Regions from separate parts of the Mus musculus genome. Here all the other regions are linked to region 1. The links are chromatin contacts, called in public HiCAR-type and promoter capture Hi-C maps. All regions are on one chromosome and are shown on one strand. Each heading gives the region's core, a stretch centred on a gene start, on an enhancer-like site or on the middle of the called end of the contact. The rest is flanking DNA. Distances are from core to core; before and after follow the strand shown.

Region 1 (4,148 bases), core at 534-3,033:
CACACACACACACACACACACAGACCTTTTTAAAAGAAGTAAGATAATGTATTATTTATTATTATCACCATTATATCTTACATTACTTTCCCTCAATAGTAGTGTCTGACAAAGCCACAGGACAGTACCACAAACTCGGGCATGATGATATCCATAGAGCCCAAATACAGACTTTCTACCATGGATCCACTTCTTATCCCCTGGGAGCCCTTTGCTGTGCTTGTCATTTGTATCACTTTGCCTTTTTAAAACGTTCCTGTAAGTGTAGTTGTGCAATATGTAAGCTTTACAGACTTTAGTTTAGCATCAGTTTCTGCAGACTCATTCACTCAAGGCATGTTCATCAACACTGGGTAGTATCTACAGGCTGTGTGCACCAGCTTCCTTACGCACTTATAGTTCCATTTCCAAGGCTACATTATTATTATTGATTTCAGGTACTGGAAGAGAGGAGGAAAATGCAGTGACAATTTAGGAAACCATTAAGCCATTTCACTGGCATCCAATGAGCAGTGGGGCTTGTCCACTTGAATACCAAAGAGTCAAGTTCACTAAGTGCTAAGACTGAAATCATGGCTGGCCTTGATGCTAAGAACCAACAAAATGAGTAGTTGAAAGAATGTTTTCCTAGTAGTACTGTTTTCTTTTCTTTTTTTTTTTTCAATGTCACCATTTCACTCACACTAAAGTGGGTTAAAATTGTAATATATGGTATCAGTGGAGCATGTTATCCACAGAACTGGGCATTTGTGAAACAACTATGCCTTGGATCCAGTTGGGTTAGACAGGGTTTCATTACATAGACATGGCTGGCCAGGATCTGGCTCTGTAGATCAGGCCGGCCTCCAACTCCCAGGCATACTTCTGCCTTCTGCTTTTAAAGCTACCTGGTGTCTGAAAGGGGGTTTTTAGGGTGGCATTTGAGAACATGGACCTTTACCCCAGCCTTGCTCTTCTTAACTTGGAATTAGAATATTATATTTGAATTAGAAATGGCTTGTTCTCCCGAAAACCCAAGACCTTTTGCTGACTTCTTCTGGTTCTCCTCTTCTCCACCTGAAATTACTTTTAATTTAAAAAATAAAAAATAAAAATACAGGGTCTCACACAGTCCGGACTGACCTCCAACTTAATGTGTATCTGAGGTTGACTTTGAATTTATGACTCTGCTTCCATCTCTCAAGTGCTGTTGACTGCAGATTTTTCCACCACACTTCTACCAACCGAGCTACATGCCCAAGCTGGAACTTTTCGTTTTTAATAAAAGAAAATCCGCCTAGGAGTGCACAGTGTCTCTCCAGTCCGCTGGCAGTATAACGAGAATAAGCTGCTCCGCAAACGAGAATATTTTAAGAATTAAAACAAAACAAAACAAAATAAAACAAAAAGCCTCTTAGTGTGTTCTAAGTAACGGCAGTGAGTCCCTCCTCTCTGCCTCTAGCTCTGGTGCCATCCTGGAGCGCACTCGTTGGGTGACTTCCGACCCGCTGCTGCAGAAGGGGAGGCTCGTGCGCTCTAGGTACAAAGTTCGAAGGCTAAGCTTGCGCTCGAGCATGCGCTGCATGATCCCCACTGCTTGACAGCGGGCGACGAAGGCGCCAGAAGTGGCGTAGAGAGAGAGAGAGAGAGAGAGAGCAGATCCCCGTCTAGGATCAGGTTCAGCACACAGCACCTACAACCGAGAACAGCGCCTCCTGCCCGGCGCTGCCAGCCAAGCCGGAATCCAGCGGAAATGACGCCCGCGCCAGCCGCCGGAAGCGGTAGCCGCCAGAAACGTGTCCAATGGGAGCCCGGGAGCGGCAGGGGGCGTGGCGGCGCGGGCCTCCCGCGGCTGCCGGGGCGGTGACGGGCGCGGGCGGCCGGGCGGGTGGCGAGCGGGCCATGCGGACGGCTGGAGACCCGGGACCCCACGGCCCTGCGCTCGTCCCTCGCGCCGCGGTAGCCCGGAGCCCGCGGGCCTAGCGGCGGCCTTTGTTCCCGGCGTCGCCGTCTGCCGAGCTCCGGCCGGCGCGGATGCAGCTGCTCCGCCTGGGCTCGCGCTCGGGGCAGGAGGAGGAGCGGCGGCTCCGGGCGGCATGCGATGGGGAACTGCTGCTGGACGCAATGCTTCGGGCTGCTCCGCCGGGAAGCGGGTCGGCTGCAGCGAGCGGGCGGAGGGTAAGCGGCAGCGCAGGCCCGGGATGCCCGGGATGCGCGGCCGGGGATCGGCGGTGGTGGTGGTGCCCGCCGCCCCCGTGCAGGCTCCCTGTCCCTGAGGACTTACCTCGGGAGGTACGATCTCCTGTAAGCACCCGGCACTGCCTCCTGGACACACCCTGCTTTGACTTAACGCCAAAGCTTCTGTCTCTGTGTTTGGTCTTCCTTTTGGGCCTTGACAGAACAGGTGAAAATCTGGCCCCAAGGTTGATGCCCCAGGTGCATTTTAAATAGAAGTCACTTCTGCTCCAGGCTCTGGTGAACTCTTAGGTAAAGAGCTGCAGGATCGCAGTGCACACTGGCCATTGAAGCGACTGGTGCGGCTGTATGCGAATCCTTTCATAGCAATAACTTAGAATTTTGGAGAGGAATACCATGCTGTGATTGCTACCCTTATGCTCGATAATCTAACCAAAATGTCACCGAGCAGCACGTCTCTTGTGAGGAAAGTGGGATATGCTTCAGATTTTTCTATCCAATAGCAAAATTGTGTGATTACTGTTGTACCTTTATTTCCTAGAATAGTGAAAAAACAAAACAAAACAAAAAACCCGGGGGCACATAGCATTGATGTTGATTTTATTATTCCTAAGCATTTTTCGGGAATTAAAACCTAGAATCAAAAAATCTAAGCCAGCCAATCTAACTAAAGAACATATCTGTTTTGAACTTTCTTAAGCATGGTGCCCAATTTTCAGCCAATAGCTTTGTATTGGGAAGCTTTCAGCCCACACAAACTGGAACCAAGTGATTTGTAATTCGAATCTTTGGGTCATGAGTGCATTATAAAATGATTCACTAATTAAGCAGTGTGTCAAAGTAGTGAAGGTGTTACTCTATGCGTCCCTAGAATGGGAGGGGATGGACTTAAAACATTTCTACTTAGTTTGGTATTTTGATTTTCCTGATTTCTGTACTTTACTTTGACAGCTGTTGTGCATTGTGATCCAAAATCATGTTATTCCAAGTACTTCGTGAGTGAACTCGTTTGTGAAGCTATGGAAAGGGGCTCATGGAAGAACTGGACATTACAACATCTTTGACTTTATTATCATTCCTTGGAAGGCTTAACAGTCAAACTCTGGGAGGGAGTGCTTTGAATTCTGCGGTAGACAATGTTTTTGTATTTGACTTTGGAGTACATTACCCGGGTTCTGTAAGAACCTTGGGTATTTTTTTTTTTAACAGTGATTTTACAAATGATATCTTCATTACACACTATTCATTAAAATTGCGGGTTCTCCTGGCTCAGCCCAGGCTTGGCAGCATAGGAGAGGCTAGCAGGGTGAGATCACGTGAGGCATGTGATCCTTGTAGATATGTTGTAGTGCTTGATCGAGAGTCTGTACTTTGTCTTTGGCTGACTCCTTGAGTGAGTCCTAGGGGTTGTGGATGCTGATGCCGAAGACCATGTGATCTGTGTCAGTCCTGTTTCTTGGCATCTATAAGCATAGGCTTCAACAGTTCCCTTACTTGAATCTTCCCATAAACTTACCGTTTGGTATCAGTCTTAACAGTTCTAGCAGCTTCCTGGAAGCATGTGGTATTAAACTGCCTTTCAGTTTAGTCGCTGTTAGTTGTTTTCCTTTAGGTGTGCATCTGGGCAGTTAATGGGTACATGTTTAAGTGAAAAACTGGGCACTCACAAAAGTCTGCGTTGATTTTATGTCACTGTACTTATTAAGGCTAGAAAGAAATAGGACATCCTGGGCTCTGTTAGGCTCATTTACTCTGGACTCCACCACGGGTGCTTTGTGATTTGAGGCCTGGTTTCTTAGCCTTGTGGATTTCCCAGGAGTCTCTCAAAATGAGATCACTTACTCTACGCTTTGTAATCTCGGCACTATAATTACCAAGTACAGTTGAGTGTGCTCTAGTAGTATTTTATATGTGAGGATAACTAATGACCAGTCTAAGTGCTAAGGCATCTTGGAGACCTTACTACCAAGAAA
Region 2 (4,148 bases), core at 988-3,487, 2.3 Mb before region 1:
TCCCTGGCTTCCTTGCTTTCCCATAGCAGACCTTAGCATGCTGCATAAAACAATATTTAGGGCTTTTCTGCCATCTTTTGGACTGAGACATGTTGGTTTTATTAAAGCAGGTTGGGCCTGCAGTCTTTCTTCACTATTATTACAGGTAGACTTGACAGCACAAGACACCCCCCCCCTTTTTTTTCTTTTTTCTTTTTTTCCAGAGTTCTGCTGTGAAGGAAACGTTGTTAAATGAGGGCCGTTTTACCTGCTGGGCAGTTGCACTCTAAAGGTGCCTCCCTGGCCGTTCTTATTTTAGCCATATGTTCGTAGGATTTCTGTAGGGAAAGCAGAGGGGTTGACACAGTATCAGTAGCACTGAGGAGAACTAGACTCTCAGGGGCTCTCTGGCCACATGCCTGCTTCGCCAGCATCTGATAGCTTGCATAAGGAATATTTACATATGTACTTGGACTCTTGTCAAAAAGTAACAGAATCCAAGTCCTAAAATAAGACAATGACCACTGACATGGTAGCAGGATTGCAGGGTTTGGCTAACATCTTTCTCTAGTCCTCAATTACCACCCCACCCCCCCACCCCCACTTTCCTTTAGCCCAAGCATAGGCAGGCAGTGCAAAAGCCAGGCAGTGATATAGGTCCAAAGACGCTGGTCAAGAGTGCATAAGTGAATGTGAACTCTACACAGCCTCTCCATTGGAAGTAAATTTTAAATAAATAAATAAATAAATGGCCCTGATTTGAAACCAACCTTGAAGATAACTCTCAGCTTCAACAGCTCTACCTTCCAATTATTACCTGCACTGCATCCTTAACCAACTATAAAACTTTTTCAAAGTGTTTGAACATGAAAAAAAGATTCGAAGGGTGGAATTTATGATTCTCAAGCTCTATAGGATCGTTTCACTTGAAAGTGATTACCTTTTGTATATTAATAACACCTGTTTCCCTAACCTTTCCCTGGGAAGGAGATATGAGATCTTATATCAACAAAAATTGGTCTCCGTTGAAGTGAGAGCTCCCAAGAGACTCCAGAAAGCTACAAAGAAATAAAATGCCCCTCCACACACTCCCGTTATCCAGACCCCCCATATATGTCTAAGCATGCAAGCACTATGGAATACCCAGGGAAGATATCTGCTACAGACTTGATACTAAGCAATACCCAAGGTACTTAACTCCATACTTGGCATATACAGTCAAGTCAACTATGCAGACAGCTAAGGGTCGAAACTATCCCTGCACACAGGGCTCACACCTGTGCAAAACAGTATTCACGTGCAAAATACCCAGCCTTCCACACCTGAGCCAAGAGACGCTCCACTTTCTCCTGAACCATTGCCTTCAGCTCATCCACGGTGTCAGACAGCGGATGGAAGGAAGGGGTCCCTTTAGCAGATTCAAGAGCAGCAATCCTCGCCTGGAGGTCGTTGGTTTTCACCCCAAGATAAAAACAGAAAGCCACAGCAACCACTGACAAGAGGGTCGCCAGGGCCGTGCACGAGGGCATGGTGCCGGCACAACGCTGTCCCAAGGGGCGCGGATCTTCTGATCCAGACTCTCGTCCCCCTCCTTTCCCTGCAAGCTTCTTCACCAACATTGTGGCGGGGTCGCTGGCCTCCGCTACGCCTTCCACCTTCTATCTCCTCCAGTAATCTTAGAATGAGAGGAAGGGTCGGTTCCTCCAAAGTTCAGTCCCTGCGGCTGCACAACTAGTTGGTAGAGTCGGAGCCCGGGCTTAGAGATGGACCTGCGCGTGGCTCGGCGTCCGGATCAGCAGGCGTGGACCGACCGTCCTCCAGATTCTTTCTCCCCTTCCAGCTAGGAGTGAAAAGCACCCTCCGGCCGGGGACTGTGTGGCGCCGGGGGTGTTGTTGGGGTCACAGCTGAAATGAAACCCACTAGGGCAGCTCTCTTGACCCCCCCAATCCGACACCTCCTTAGGGGTCCCCCGCGCGGAGGCGCAGGGTCCGAGAGCCCCTCTCTCTGCTCCGACCTGTTGAGTCTGCCTGCCTATCTCTACCTTTTTCCACCCGCCGACCTGTCTCCCACCTGGATCAGTTCAAGGCCAAAAAGAAAAGGAAATACAGAGACCCGGCGAGAGCGCAGCCCCCGTGGGTGGTAGAGGAATAGAGAAAAAGAGGACCGAGTGACCCAAGCAGCGATCGTAAGCTGCGAGGCCCCAAAAGTATCTCCGCAGACCCGCGTGTGCGAGCCTTAAATACCCCGGGATGCTCTTGTGTGAGACAGTGCGCGCGCGCCTGAAGCGCGGACCGCCCCCTCCCGCAGGAGCCTCCTTATTAGCATAATATATTCACCTTCGCCCAGCCCGCCTGGACCCACGAAGGGGCGGGAGCGCGGGTGGGAGCGGAGCCCGAGGTCTCTATTAGCATAATATATGCAAATAGCTACAGCAACCACTGTGATTGGAGAGGAGCTTGGAGACCCTTCCCCCTCCCACCACCGAGTAACTTCAGCGTCCCCCTAAGGCCATCTCTCCGGCCCTAGCCAGGGGCCGAATTGAGGTCTGCTGTGCAGAGTGGCTTATACTGGCTTAGCCCAGCGCCCCCTATTTGGGTTAAAAAATGGAGAAATGGCCTCCTGAAGGAAAGAACGGAAGCAGAAGGCTCCAGCTCTCCAGATCCTCGCTCAAAGGCAGCCACAGGAGCTCCTCCATCTAGCCCTTGCGCGACGTTTTCCCTCCTCCCTCAGTTCGTTCCCACATGCCCAGAGGCAAAGTGTCTGGCTGACGTCTGCAGGGTACCTTCCCCACTTCCCTTCCTTCCCACGCCTTGCTGCAGATGACTGGGGAAGTTTTCTCGCCCCTCCCCCGTTTCCTCTTGTCTTGATGCTGCCCCCCCCCCCCCCCCCAGCTCTGGGCTCTTTCTCTGTACTAGGGTGCTAATGTGTTTTCCTGATTCGCTGTTTTGTGAGTGTTTGAGGCATACACATTTCTCAGGATTTAGGAAAGAGCTGAAGAATGAAGTCAGTTTTTCCTCTTCCTTGACTCTCAGCTTGCCTCTTCCCTCTGGATCAAATTACTAAGTCTCTACTGGGATTTTTTTTTTTTTTCTAAATTGATAACAAGTAGCATTTTGCATCCAATTGATTTTAGAGAAGAAAACACAACCCTAACTCTCCTTCCAAAAGACCTTCCTTTTTGCCTTTTCATCTTAAGAAATGTCACGTACGTTTCTTTCCCTCCCTAACCGATTACCACAACCAGTTACTACTATAATCAATGAACAAAATACCTAACCCGGAGCAGTTGCTTCTCGTGTGTAAACTACAGTGCCAAGGGGGACTTAGGATAGACATAGCAGGAAGCCTGCACTTATGAATCTCAACAAGTGGTTGCATAAAACAAGACCTCAAGACCTGAATAACAACTATGCTCACATGCCAACGTGGATCGGGGACCTTGCATGAGACCCGGTGCCTAGAATAAGAGCTACTAACAATCAATGGCTGCTGGAGGAGACTGTTTCCTTCCGGAACCAACTCCAGACTGTCATCTCTAAATACATAGACATATGAGAAACACTAAATGGACTCAAGAAGGATGTGTGTGTGTGTGTGTGTGTGTGTGTGTGTGTGTGTGTTCCAGGTAAGTAAGCTCCCTAACCCTGAACTCTAGCTCCAGCCAAAAAGTTTAATATGTTAGTTCTTTCCACATTCCAATTAACCTCCGTTGCTTAGTGTGGGTGTTTAGTGGGCCGCGGTGGTGGTGGTAATGTTGTACATGGGTTGCAAACTTTTTCTTTGCCAGTCCTCTCAATGTTCTCTCTTTGAGCCTCTGCTCTATGCCATCGATACTCTCCTCTGTGGAATTCCTAATTACCATCTTTTAGCTGTTGAGCAATGAATGCATATACCAAACCCAAACCTCCGGAGCCCCAGAATGATACAGCTCACCATTCGACATTCATCTCTCACTAGCAGTTACAACTTAGCCTGCATTGTTCCTCCAAACTTCTGCTCAGTTCCATTTGCCTTCTCAATATGGAGCTGTCCGGACTTCTCCTCACCCTCCTCTCCTTGTTCCCCTAAATTCCTTCAGCACATCCAGTCATCCCCCATCTCGCCAAACTTATTGCTCATGGTGTTCCTCTGCATCATACCATTTTCTAGAAATATGAGAGAGAAAAAA
Region 3 (4,148 bases), core at 1,228-3,727, 2.1 Mb before region 1:
TACCTGAGGACTGGTAGTTTGGGACTAGAACTTGAGTCCTCTTCAAGGGGGCTCTTAACCACTGTCTCATCTCGGCTGACCTTTGCAGCCAGCATTGCCCGGGCTCTTGTTGCTCTCTCAGATTCCTTTTGCTTTTGCATATCTGTGGCTGTGGCTCTGCTTTGACAGCTTTCCTAACATCCAGCCAGCTCTTCCCTTCTGTCTGCCTGGCTCACCAGTTCCTTCAGGTCCCAGCTCTTTCCCGACTGTCAGTGCAGCCTGCGTTCCCTCTTCCTCTGTGTCTTGGCCTGTCCTGTGCCCTCCGCCACTCTGTGCCCTCTGGTTTGTCAAAGCAGTTGATGACCCCACTGCTTCTGGTGCTCAGCGTGCTGCCTGGACTCGGTGACTGCCATCACTGACTCCCCTGCTTCTTGTCTCTGCTTTTTTCTTTGTATAACCAGCTCGACCTACTCTACACAAGTAGGCAAGAGAAGACCATTTTTGTGCTGGGTAGTTGTACTTGGCACAAGCTAAACTCATCTGAAAAGAGGGAACCTCAACTGAGAATTTGCCTCCATAAGCTCGGACTGTAGGCAGAGCTGTAAGGCTTTTTTTTTTTTTTTTGGTTTTTCGAGACAGGGTCTCTCTGGAACTCACTTTGTAGACCAGGCTGGCCTCAAACTCAGAAATCCACCTGCCTCTGCCTCCCAAGTGCTGGGATTAAAGGAGTGCGCCACCACACCCGGCTTGGCATTTTTTTAATTAATGATTGATGTGGGAGGGCCCAACCCATTGTAAGTAGTGCCATCCCTGGACAGGTAGGCCTGGGTCCTATAAGAAAGCAGGCTGAGCAAGCCATGGAGAGCAAGCCAGCAGGCAGCACCCCTTCATGGTCTCTGCATCAGCTCCTGCCTACAGGTTTACATCTGTCTGAATTTCTGTCCTGACTTCCTACAATAATGGACTACAATTAGGAAGTATAACACCCCCGCGCCCACCCCACCCCCCAAAAAAAAAAAACCCTTTCCTTCTCAACTTGCTTTTGGTCATGTTGTTTTATTGCAACAATAGAAACCCTAACTAAGAAAATTGTGTAGGTGACTTTCTTTTTCTTTTTTTAAATTTTGGGACAGATTCTCACTATGTAGCCTCGACTGGCTTGGAACCTATTATAGAGTCCCGGCTGGCCTTGAACTTACAAACTAAGGTCCTCTTGTTTCTGCCTCCTGATTACTGGAATTAAAGTGCATCATTACCACTGACCTGGAGAAGCCTTCTATTGGATCTAAGGTTGTAACACCAGAGCAGGGAAACGCAATGGTGCCTCCGCAGCTAGCTTACCAACCAGCCAAACACTGGGATTACATGGCTAGAGGGGCGGGCGGGGGTGGGGGTGGGGCGGGGGATAGTGTACCAATCACAGCAAAACTCTCACACAGATGGTTTGTGTTCACACCAAAGACAACAACTGTAACTTTTGAGCTGCCAGGTAAAATGCTTCTCTTCTGGGCTGGTTAGAAATAGTGACAGGGCATGTGATAGCAAAACCGCCCTGTGTAAACTGAAACACTCCAGGCTGGGGCTGTAACCTTGGGAGCTTTGATCACCATCCTGTAGTTTCCTCAAGGCATCTGTGCTGCGCTCAGAATGGCAGAGTGTTTGACTGACAGTCCTTTGGCTCGAGGCAGCCAGGAATCAGGGGAAGCCTAACAGCTGCCAATTAGGAAGCCAAATTGCCTCCCCACCCCCACATGTTTGCCATTTACAGGAAAGCGAGCGTCGAGCATTGAGCATTGAGAGTGCTTACAATGCGAGCCTACAGAACTGATCGTTAACGCTAATAGCGGTTTTAACAGTGATTTCGCAATGCTTAACTCCTGCCCCTCGGGGAGCAGGGTCCTTTCATGTGCCCCCCAAAGAGAAGCAAGCTTTGCTGTGGAAGAAAATTTCCCAGTGTCTGGACTTGGGCCAGCCTGTAATGAACTACAAATCTCTGGAGCATCTAGAGTCCTGGGCTGACTTTGCCAGTGATCTGAGGCCCAGGAGAGGCTCATCCCAAGCCTTGGAGCCCACCTGGAGGTGGAGCTTTGGCAAACTCATTTTTCTTCCTCTTTCCAGCCGGGCAAAGGAGCGCAATTTCCAGGGACCTTTCAGCTCCCAGCTCCCAGTCCTTTCCTCAGAGCCCTGGAGTTTTGGTTCATGTTGTGGCAGGGTTTGGGGTAGCTCAGAGTGTACTCCAACTTTTTAGTGGATGGTGGCCTTGAACTCCCAATCATCGGCCTGCGTTCCCAAATCTGAGGTCCCAAGCAAGCCTCACTACTTCCGGTCCTGGCTTCTGTTGGGTTTTGACATCAACAGCTGCATGGTGTGAGTCCAGCTCCTCTTTCCTTTCTCAAGACGTATGTGAGGGAGCCAGGAAGAAGTTCGCCACTCGTTTGCGCTTTTTTAAAGAGAGAGAAAAAAAAATGTTTCTTTTTTTGTCGGAGGAAAAATACCCAGCCTGGAGCCCGGGTGTGCACCAAGCGAAGTCAAAGCGGGGACACACCCTCCTGTCGCCGCCCCAGTCGGCGGGGCGGGCAGAGCCCACAGCGGGCTGGGCTATAGCAGCCGGATGAGGATGCGTCGTTAATGCCAGGAGCTCTGTCCGGCAGGAGGATGCTCCCGAGCGGGCTATGTCTGGGTCGGTGGCAGCTGCTGCGGACGATCCGAGCCCGCGGCCGCGGGGATCCCAGGGAGCTGCCATCCACACCCCAGGTAAGGCGCGGCGCAGGCTCGGGAGCCTCGGGTGGAAAGTTTGCGTTGGGCAAGTTCGGCAGGAGTGAAAGCAGTTCCCTGCGTGCTGCTCCGCACCCCGACAGGTGGTGGCCGCGGGCGACTTGTCCCGGGGCTGTGGGGGAGACAGGCCAGGAGCGGCCAGCGCGGGGCGCATCTCCCGGGAGCGCAGCCCGCTGACCCCACCGCTGTGTCCTGCGGTCTGTAGTCGCCGGGGTGGAGGGGAGGCCGCGAGAGCTTGGTGGGCTGTGTCATCGGAGGGTGGCTGTCATCGGGGTGGGCTGTAACCTGGGATGCTGTCTTCCAGGGTGGACTGGCCCAGGACCCTGTCTTGCCCCTCCTCCAAACCCGGAGCCCCTCCCTTTCGTTACATGTAAACCCGAGTCAGTGGTGAATCAGAAGTGTGTGCTGTAACAGTTAGGCGGGCACAGTTTGTGTCATGGCCTGTGTGGAACCTCGAGGAGGAGGGAAGAGGTGTGGATGGGCACAGAAAAGGAAGAAGAGCGGGAACGTGCTGAGTTTACTAGCTTCATGATACAAAGGGGGCCAGGGGAAAGGGACCCGAGGCTGCTTGGGGCTGGGACTGGAGCTGAGTCTGCCCACACCTCAATTACTGGGTTAGCTTTCAGACTGCTAAAGGGAGAGCGATATATGAACATATTTACTATCTCTCACTGCAGTGAGAACGGAGCTGTGTCAGCTCCATCGCTTTCAGTTCCTGTATCTTTCCGGCTCGACTGCCCCAGTGCCCCAATCCTTGGATTCTGCCCCCCAAGTATAGTCTTAATGCCCCAGAATTTACACCGATAAAAGAAATATTTCAATGCTTAAAGGAACACTTTTGTTAAATGTTTGAAAGCAAGCAGAAACGTCCATTTTGACACTTCTACCTAAGGCAAACTCCTTAAAACTTATTGTGGGCAAACTCAGTGAAGTGGTTTCAGAAAAGTTCTCTAAAAATAGTACTTTAAGGTTTACCTCTCAGAGACAAAGGCATTCCGAACACTCTTAACTACTCACTCCTTTCTTTGCCTCACACCACAGAAACACAGTGATAATTAAACAGTGCTGACTAGAAAGCTCATTTGACAATTTCGAAGTGTTGAGAATGGAGCCAAACAACGAGGCTCTATTAGGCCACACCCACCTACCACTAGGTCTCTCCCATTTAAATACCTGGAGTAAATACCTGGATGAAATACCGGATCCCAGAATAAAGCCAAGCCTGCGGGGCTGCATCTCTGTGCAGCTTTGGATTCTCTACCCCCTAAGAGTTTCAGCTACAGCTGCTGGACCATTTTCTGTGAATCAGATCTCCCCACTGTAGGGACATTTCCTTCTCTAAGATCTTATTGCTTTCCATATGAGATGCCCTGTGGCTAAAGGCCAACATCCTT

What was found. Promoter capture Hi-C pulls out the DNA fragments that hold promoters and counts their contacts. HiCAR-type assays count read pairs that join an accessible place to other places.
Region 2: a HiCAR-type map of astrocytes shows a contact between it and region 1, with 3 times the contacts expected there. The contact joins the promoter of Col25a1 here to the promoter of Ap1ar in region 1. A contact is called at or near these places in 1 of 39 promoter capture datasets (hippocampal neurons) and 1 of 115 datasets of contacts at active chromatin or transcription factors (astrocytes).
Region 3: a contact with region 1 is called in a promoter capture Hi-C map of pre-B cells, with 4 times the contacts expected there. The contact joins the promoter of Mcub here to the promoter of Ap1ar in region 1. A contact is called at or near these places in 3 of 39 promoter capture datasets (hippocampal neurons, liver and pre-B cells) and 2 of 115 datasets of contacts at active chromatin or transcription factors (large pre-B cells and stem cell-derived neural progenitor cells).

The regions. Positions count from the first base shown.
Region 1 is chr3:127,835,158-127,839,305 of GRCm38.p6, reverse strand. It overlaps Ap1ar (adaptor-related protein complex 1 associated regulatory protein), which reads left to right and starts at 1,783. Exons shown (of 10, transcript NM_145964.3): 1 at 1,783-2,157. The coding sequence starts at 2,081. Gm43653 (a long non-coding RNA gene) reads right to left here and starts at 1,809. Exons shown (of 2, transcript XR_003954551.1): 1 at 1,123-1,809; 2 at 1-440.
Region 2 is chr3:130,178,934-130,183,081 of GRCm38.p6, reverse strand. It overlaps Col25a1 (collagen, type XXV, alpha 1), which reads right to left and starts at 2,237. Exons shown (of 38, transcript NM_029838.4): 1 at 1,302-2,237; 2 at 248-317. The coding sequence starts at 1,598.
Region 3 is chr3:129,968,535-129,972,682 of GRCm38.p6, reverse strand. Mcub (mitochondrial calcium uniporter dominant negative beta subunit) reads left to right here and starts at 2,477. Exons shown (of 8, transcript NM_025779.3): 1 at 2,477-2,733. The coding sequence starts at 2,608.